Regions from separate parts of the Anser cygnoides genome. Here region 2 is linked to region 1. A link is a contact called in public Hi-C data. All regions are on one chromosome and are shown on one strand. The core of a region is the stretch at or near the end of the contact, and the rest is flanking DNA. Distances in the headings are between cores, read along the strand shown. Region 1 holds the start of DBH (dopamine beta-hydroxylase). Region 2 holds the start of ADAMTS13 (ADAM metallopeptidase with thrombospondin type 1 motif 13).

Region 1 (3,825 bases), core at 632-3,131:
TCATCTCGGGGGAAGAAATAAAAGAAAAAGAATAAAGCATCTTGGCATCGTTTCAGCCAGAAGTATAGAGTGATATTTCGAGAACATATTGTCCTTAGAGGGGGAGAATAAAATCAGCTACATGAAGCTAGCATGACATTTGTTTTCATAGGAGTGCGTTGTGCAAATTAATCTCATAGTACATGGGGGGGTGAGCAAATTTGGATCTCTTTAACAGCTGACATCCTTATCCAGCAGAAAGACTGCTGGGAGAGAGAAAACCAGGGCTGTAGAGGTTTACAGAGAGCTCCTTGCAGGATGCTCTTCAGCACCAACTGAAAGAGAGAGCCCCAATGCTGCTCGGCGTTTAATTCAGCGCTGTTTGTCTTCCAGTGAGCACAAGAAGGCAGATTAGCAATGATCCTTTATGTTTTTTTTAACATGATGCTGTGAAATACTGTAGCATTTGGGTCATCACACATCCTGAATGGCTGGTAATTAGCAGGAAAACAGTACAGATAATAAGCCCTCCTTTTCATCCTTTCATTGCACTGCAGATCACATTGCAGCTGATTGTGAAAGAATATATTTTACGGCTAATTTCAAGTAAGCAGAGAGGTAAAATTTAACTTACTGGAAAGCTTCACACAGGGAAAATGTGAATTGCTTTCTGCAGTGAAGCGCAATTGCAATAAACCTAACGTGGTGATCTGGGGACAGGGAGCTGCCGGAGGGCACGGGGTGAGGTATTGCAGCTCCAGCCCCGGCGGAAAGACAAACCACAGGAGAGCCTGGACAAACGGACTGTGTAAGAAAGGACAAAAAAATCAAATGGCAAAGCTACAAACGAGTTCCCCCTCCCCATCTGCTACCACCGGGCATTTGCATACCGCCCAAATACTTCTGCCTGTTTAATTTCTGATAACACCACGCTGCTGGCAGGCGGCCGTCGGATTGGGTTTTCCCGTGTCCTGTTGATCTCTGCTGTAGCTGCAAACGTGAGTTGCAGGCGGCTCATTGGCGCTGGCAGGAGCAGACTTGCTGGTTGATAACTTTTGCGCTTTCTCAAAGTCAGGAATGGGAGCGGTGGTTAATTTTTAATGCGGCTGAGGGCAGCGCACAGGCGAACCAAGCTGTCGATGCAGCCTGCGTTTGCGTGTAGCCGAGCTCTCTGTGCAACCACCTGTTGGAGCGCTTGCGGATGAGTACAGCAGAGTTACTGCATTTATCCCTTTCTCTTCGGATTTCAGATCCTATACCAAGCCCACAGCATAGGCCTCTGGACCAGAACCCCCCCAGCTCTTTTGGACCACTTTCATTGAGCAGCGAGAGCAGTCTAGCCCCGCTCAGCCCCGTGCCGTGCTCTGGACCAGCTCTGCCCCAATTAAATAGATCAGATTCACCCGTCGGGCAGCAACCCCAAAAGCAGCCGTGACAAAACACGTGCAACTCACCCCAAAATACGAGCTGTGCCCGTCGCTCCAGAGCACGGCCAGGTCCGCATTCTCAAACTCTCCCCGGTCCGACATCCCGAAGAGGAGCCCGAACTTGAGTTCCCTGCTGAGGATCTGGAAGTACACCGCTTGCTCGGGGTAGCTGACGTTCCAGGAGAGCTCGAGCAGCCCCTGGGGATCGAGGGGCACCTTGTAGGGAAAATAGGTGCCGCGGGGCGCCGAGCCCTGCAGGGCGGCCACCAGGATGACCAGGAACACGGCGATCATGGTGAAGTACACGGACGCCACCTCCCGCAGCTTGAAGCCGGGGCAGGGGCACGGCTTGCTGCCGGAGGTCTGCATGCTGGGCAGGATGGCAGCCGCCCTCCTGGCTTTTGCCATTTATGCGCTGGCCCTCCTGGGCGAGCCGGGTAAGCGATACTCTTTAATTGCATTTGGTTGTGGGGAAATTGGATTGTGGTATTGACTCCCCCCCCACCCCCCCACCTCCTGGCCAAACACTTGTCATTCTCTGCCTCCCCTTAATTGGCTCTAATTGCACATGGACATTATCAATAGCAATTGAACTCGACTGGGCTGATGTTATTTGCTCTTAAATCATCCTTAGTGGCTGCAAAGTGCCGCTTTCTTGCAAGCTGCTCCTTGCACGGCCATGCTGTGCCCTGCCGCTGCTGCCTGTCGACGGCTCTGTGTGGCCCCGCTGTGGCTCCCGTCGAAGGCCCTGCCTGCCTGCTCCTTTGGAGGCATTAAATAGTTGTTATTCCTTTGTTTTTGTAGCAGCTGGGACTTCAGCTCTGGTTTGAAGATACCCTTTTGTCCCCCACCATCCCCCTTCTCATCTCTTTGGCCTGCTGCGTTCTCTTTTGGATATTAACTTTTCTGCGCTAACCGGAACGAAGAGCCTCAAGCTCTGATACACACACACTGCCTGGTTTACACTCGGAGCTTGTGGCCCCGTTGTATCAGTGCCAGCTCCCGTGACAAGCAGCGCCCTTGGATGCCTCCCGGAGTCCCCTCCGTCCCCGTGGAGCTCGGGTTTCGCTCGCGGTCCTTGCAGCAATGTCGCCGGGCAGAGCCGGTTCCCCAGCGCTGCGTAACGCGAGGATGGAGCTTGGTGCCCGGTGTTGCAATGAATCATCAACGTGTGCACCTCTGCTGCACTCAATGAGGTTCTCATCGTGTCCTGAGACACGGCGGTTATCCAGGGGCACGGCGATCGACCCACGGTGCTCTCCTTGCAGGGTGACCTCTGGCTTACGGGTGCTCTCTCACTCAGCTTTGCCAGGCAAAGACCGACACAAAGCAAAGCTGACGAGCCGAGCTCTCCAGACGAGGGTGTCATCGGCAAACCCCAGCTGCTGCTGGTGTCAGCTTCAAAATCACACGTCAGGATGGCACAGTGAGGAGGTACCAGAGACAGGCTGGGAACGCTCCTTCCCCCCCGAAGCCTCTCGGTGCCTGCAGGAGGTGGCACCGAACCCCGCAGCACCCCGGGGAGGCTGCAGCAGGCGGGGAGCAGCCGAGGGGCTGCACCTCCTCGGTGGCACCGCTCAGCCTCTCCGCACCCTGCAGGAGGAGGCAGCGTCCCCGCCGTGCCCCCGGCTCCTGGGCTCGGTCCCAGCCGTGCTGAGCGAGATGCTGGCAGCCTCAGATGGGTGTCCCTCGGATGCCAGCCCCGGTTCCTCGGGCAGACAGCTGGCTGCGTGACAAAGGGCCCTGAGAACAGATTTTTGCCTTGCCCCGTTCCTACCCTCCAAGCACGGCTTCTCCTCCTCTCTTGGCTTTGTTTCCGAGTTGCAAGGGGAACGAAGCCACGCTGTCAGCGTGGCAGGAAGGAAAATGATCCTCATCGGGGGGCAAGAGGGGGTCCTTAGCTAACGAGCTCTACCTCCGTCTATTAGAGATGAATCCCCAGGTTGCTGGCATGTGCAAGTGGAGCTCCTGAGCTTTCCTGTACAGAAGGAATTTGCAGCAGAACAGCATAAGGCGGGCAGGTCAGCTTGAAAACAGCTGAACTTTGGAGATAAGCAGTGGGAATTTACTTAAAGAGGAGAAAAAAATATGTATATCTCTCCCCCGCTTCAGTTTCTCCAAGCCACTGCTCGTAAATCCAGGCAAGAAGTGAGGATCAAGCCTTCCTCTCCTTGCTCCTGGGTTTATTTTAGGACTTGAACGAGATGTAGCAGTGCCAGTTTGCTGACTCCGACCCCCCAGCTGCTTGGGGCAGGCACAGAGCGGGTCCCACAGGTGAGAGGTACACCGGGGGGCCGCGGGTCCAACCTCTGTCCTCAGGGCAGAGCACAGAGACAAGGCACAGAGACAGCAAGGTCTCGCCGGCGCTGACACCAGCACCATTGCACTGGTGCTAGCCCCTCCCAGAGCCCCTCTGCTC
Region 2 (3,825 bases), core at 463-2,962, 130 kb after region 1:
TGCGTTCAACTATTCCAAAGCAGGGTACTCTGACCGGGAACAGACAACAGCTCTGAAACTAGCTTCTGACTTATCTGTGCTTCTGCTCCCTTGTTAAGGAGAACGGCTCATTTGACAAAGGCTGAGACAGTTTTACTTCCTCAGATGTTAAGCATTACTGAGTGAGAATAATCATAACCCAAACAGAGACACTGGAAAGTGCGCTAGATGAACTCACAAGTCAACAACATCCTTGCTTCAAGAATTTGGGAGTTCAAAATGTATCTTTATTCTGAACTACCACCAATCCAGACCTAGAGTGCTAGTCTCTCCATCTGTTTATTTAAAAAAAATAACAAGTGCATTTAAAGCTATTCTTAGTTTATAGCTTCCCATTCAGATGACTTGGATGCGTTAATCTCGTAGAAATATATCAATACAGAGAACGAGGACTGTAGCAGAAATGCGTAAAAAGATTTATTGTATCTCCTTTAGGAGATTTTAAATACTGACCCAGTTCTTCAACACACTGAGACACAGATTACCTCACTGAGTAATGCAACTCAGAAATGCTAAATGCTTGTCAGAACAGAGTTAGTTAATAAGCGTTCTTAGCATTATCAAATGTACGGGATTAGAAATAAACTGACAAATGTGTTCCAACATCAAGAAGGAAGGAGCTCTGCATACCATCAGACACTGAGCTGGTTCCAAAATAAGAGAAAATATCTTCCGGATCCAAAGCTCTGAGAAATTTCTGCAAGAAGAAGAATGGCTTTACTTTATTTTTTTAAAGAAAAACAAATGGATACAAGACTATTATTTAACTGAACCTAACCTAGAAGGAACATCAGCAAACAATTCAACAAGTATCGATGCCAAGTTCTAATGGTTTTATTTTGCACTGAGCATATGCTGCACAATGGCCACCCAGAGGAAATAACTTTATCTTCTTGATTAGTGAGGTTTGATACATTTTGGCTTAGAACACATTGTGTTTTCTCTCCTTTTTTTTTTTTTTTTCCTAGAAATAAAAAAGGCTTCCTGGAAACTGCATTTTCTGGAGGTCAAACTTACCTCTTGGAGAATGGATGGCCAACAAAATCCCAGAGGGAACATCATGAGAGCTCGGATCATCAAGCTGATGATCATGCTGGAAGAATTGCAACCAGTGCTGCAGAGTAAACTCTGGCCCAAGGGTGATTAAAATGTTTAGCCCGAGGCATCACGTGGAACGGAAGTGAAGAATACACAGTTTAAACAAACAGGAGAGTTGATCTTCTGCAGAGAGGGACAGTCGAGGGGGAATTGAACTGCTGCAGGAGGTTTTACAGGAACAGCTGTAGGGGCAGAGCTTTTGCGCAACGTTTGCAGCTTTATTACAGCCAAAGAGCACAGCCATAAGAGGAGCTTTGGGCCAGTTTTAGCAGCCAAATAAACAAGGCACAATTTGCAGGGTGGGGGGGCGGAACTGGGCTCCAATTTGTTCAACCTGTGCATTGCTGCTCCCTGCACCTCGACCATGCTGGAGCCTCACAGGTGGACTTGGACAGACCGTGAGGCATGGCAAGACGCAGCACCTCGAAACCACGAGCCAGGCCCTGATGGCGGCCACACAGGGCACACACAGCAGGGTCTGCCACCCGCGTCTAAAGCAGGACCTCGGGTCAGCCCTCGGGGTGCCGCCAGCCCGCGGGACCTGCCCCCCAAGCACACAAACAATACCCTCGTGAAAGCCCCAGCTTTATTGAAACCCCAGCTTTATTGAAGCCCCAGCTTTATTCAAACCCCAGCCCCAGACTCCCCCCTCCTCAGGGCTCGCCCCACGGGCGGCTCAGCGCCGGCCGCTCCCGCAGCCGCCAGGGGCCGCCAGCGCAGGCCCGGCCCCGGCGCCCGGAACCGCAGCGCGGGGCTGCGTTCCCCGGCGGGCCGCTGCTGCGAGGCGCTGAGGAAACGGCGGCCGCGGCCCTTTCGATTCCCGTTCCCCGTCCCCACATGGCAAAACGGGGCCCCGCGGAGCCCGGGGCTGCGGGGCCGAGCCCCGGGGCCCGCGGGAAAGGCAAGAGGAAGAAATTCTGGCGGCGCCCCGCGGAGCCTGCCGCCCCGCAGGGCCCTAAGATGGCGACGGCCCTGCCCCGCAGCCCCCAGGAGTTCTCCGCCAACTGGAAGGCGCTGCAGGAGGTGAGGGCGAGCCGCCAGGCCAGGGATGCTGTCGTTTTCCTTGCTAGTACAGTTCCACACCGCGTATAGTAATTAAAAAACATGGTTTCGTGTTAAAATAACGCGCAGGGGTCTGGGAGATGCCGTTGCAGTAATGCCCCTTCAGCCAGATAAGAGAGCCCTGGTCAGCTTCACGCTGAGGTATTGTGTGGAGTACTCTAACAAATGACAGCAGGGTAGAATTGAAGGGAGATAATCTTTTTTTCTTTTTTTTTTTTCTTTTGGTCATTTTAGCTACTGAAACAAAAGGCAAATAACTCGGATGAGTCCCACTCTGCATGTCAAACACACACCAAAAAGAAGCATCCGCTCAAAGAGGGGACCAGCCAACAAGTTCCAGTTAGCAAAGGGAATGAGAACGTGGCAAAGCCCAAATCCGCAAACAAAAAGGAAGATGGTCCTGCTAAAGACGGTCCTCCTTTGGATAAGAAAAAATCCAAGGCGGTTGCAGCGGACAAGAATTTAAAGCCCAAATCCACAAATAAAACGGACAACAGTTCTGCGAAAGACAATCCTCCTTTGGCTAAGCCAAAATCCAAGAAGGTTGCAACGGACAAGAATTTAAACGGCACCAAAAGCAATGGAAAAAGCTGCAAGGAAAAAAGGAAGAATGGCAATATTGAAAAGGAGAAGGGTGATGTAAAACATAAGAAGAGGAAAGCTGAAGCTGTGGAGCAGCAGCCCAAAGAGTGAGTACTTCAGGCATCATGCATGTATTTGAATGTTTATTTTAGGAGGTGTATGTAAGGAGTACAGGGTATTACATTTGAAATAGCTGCACTCTTCCAGACTATATTTTGGGAGAAGTAAGATGAACAGTGCCCCTCCTCGGATAAGGCAACAAACTTGCATAGATGACAGTACTAGACTACTTTTCAGAGCTGATTTCTTGATTTAAAAATAAATCTGCTTTTCCTACACTATAAAGATGGAAAACCACTTTAAAACTATTTAATGTAATTAAATTTGTACTTACCAGGGCTGACATCTGGTTTGATGATGTTGATCCAAAAGATATTGAAGCAGCAATAGGACCTGAAGCAGCAGAAGTTGCTAGAAGAAAACTGGGACTTAAAACAGGCCGATCCGAACAGTCTGTGGAGCGGGTGCTGGTTAAAGAAAAATCTTCTGATGGGTGAGTGGCATTCCAGTGGGAAGCATGACAGCAGAAGCATCAAGATTTTTCTGATAACTCTGATTTGTAGATGCAGCATGTAAGCTGACATCCCCCTGGGTCTGCTGACAGTCATACTGCTGAGTTCTCTCCATGAAAATGTGTGCACCTTGCGAACTTCACTGTGCGGTCCTTGTAACAGGTGTGTCACCAAGCTGTCCTTTTTTCTTTTCAGGCTGACAAGAACAGTAGCCATGGACTGTGAGATGGTGGGAGTGGGACCAAAGGGTGAAGACAGTATTGTGGCTCGAGTGTCCATTGTGAACCAGTTTGGAAAGTGCGTTTACGATAAGTATGTCAAACCTACAGAAGAGGTGACGGATTACAGAACTGCTGTTAGTGGCATACGTCCTGAGAACGTAAAGACAGGTAGGAGTTTTTTCCCAAACCTGTCCTTTAAGGAAGGCAATTTTAACATGCTACCACAAAAGCCTCATTGGCTGAGCTTGAAA

What was found. Hi-C and Micro-C count contacts between places; a contact is called where the count stands out from the background.
Region 2: a contact with region 1 is called in a Hi-C map of liver, with 16 times the contacts expected there. The contact joins the promoter of ADAMTS13 here to the promoter of DBH in region 1. A contact is called at or near these places in 3 of 7 Hi-C or Micro-C datasets (granulosa cells and liver).

What each region holds. Positions count from the first base shown.
Region 1 is chr20:4,334,826-4,338,650 of Taihu_goose_T2T_genome, forward strand. It overlaps DBH (dopamine beta-hydroxylase), which reads right to left and starts at 1,882. Exons shown (of 13, transcript XM_066981006.1): 1 at 1,796-1,882; 2 at 1,434-1,793. The coding sequence starts at 1,867.
Region 2 is chr20:4,463,079-4,466,903 of Taihu_goose_T2T_genome, forward strand. It overlaps ADAMTS13 (ADAM metallopeptidase with thrombospondin type 1 motif 13), which reads right to left and starts at 1,713. Exons shown (of 29, transcript XM_066980650.1): 1 at 1,057-1,713; 2 at 670-736. The coding sequence starts at 1,131. REXO4 (REX4 homolog, 3'-5' exonuclease) reads left to right here and starts at 1,860. Exons shown (of 8, transcript XM_013193976.3): 1 at 1,860-2,160; 2 at 2,434-2,888; 3 at 3,179-3,334; 4 at 3,549-3,742. The coding sequence starts at 1,975.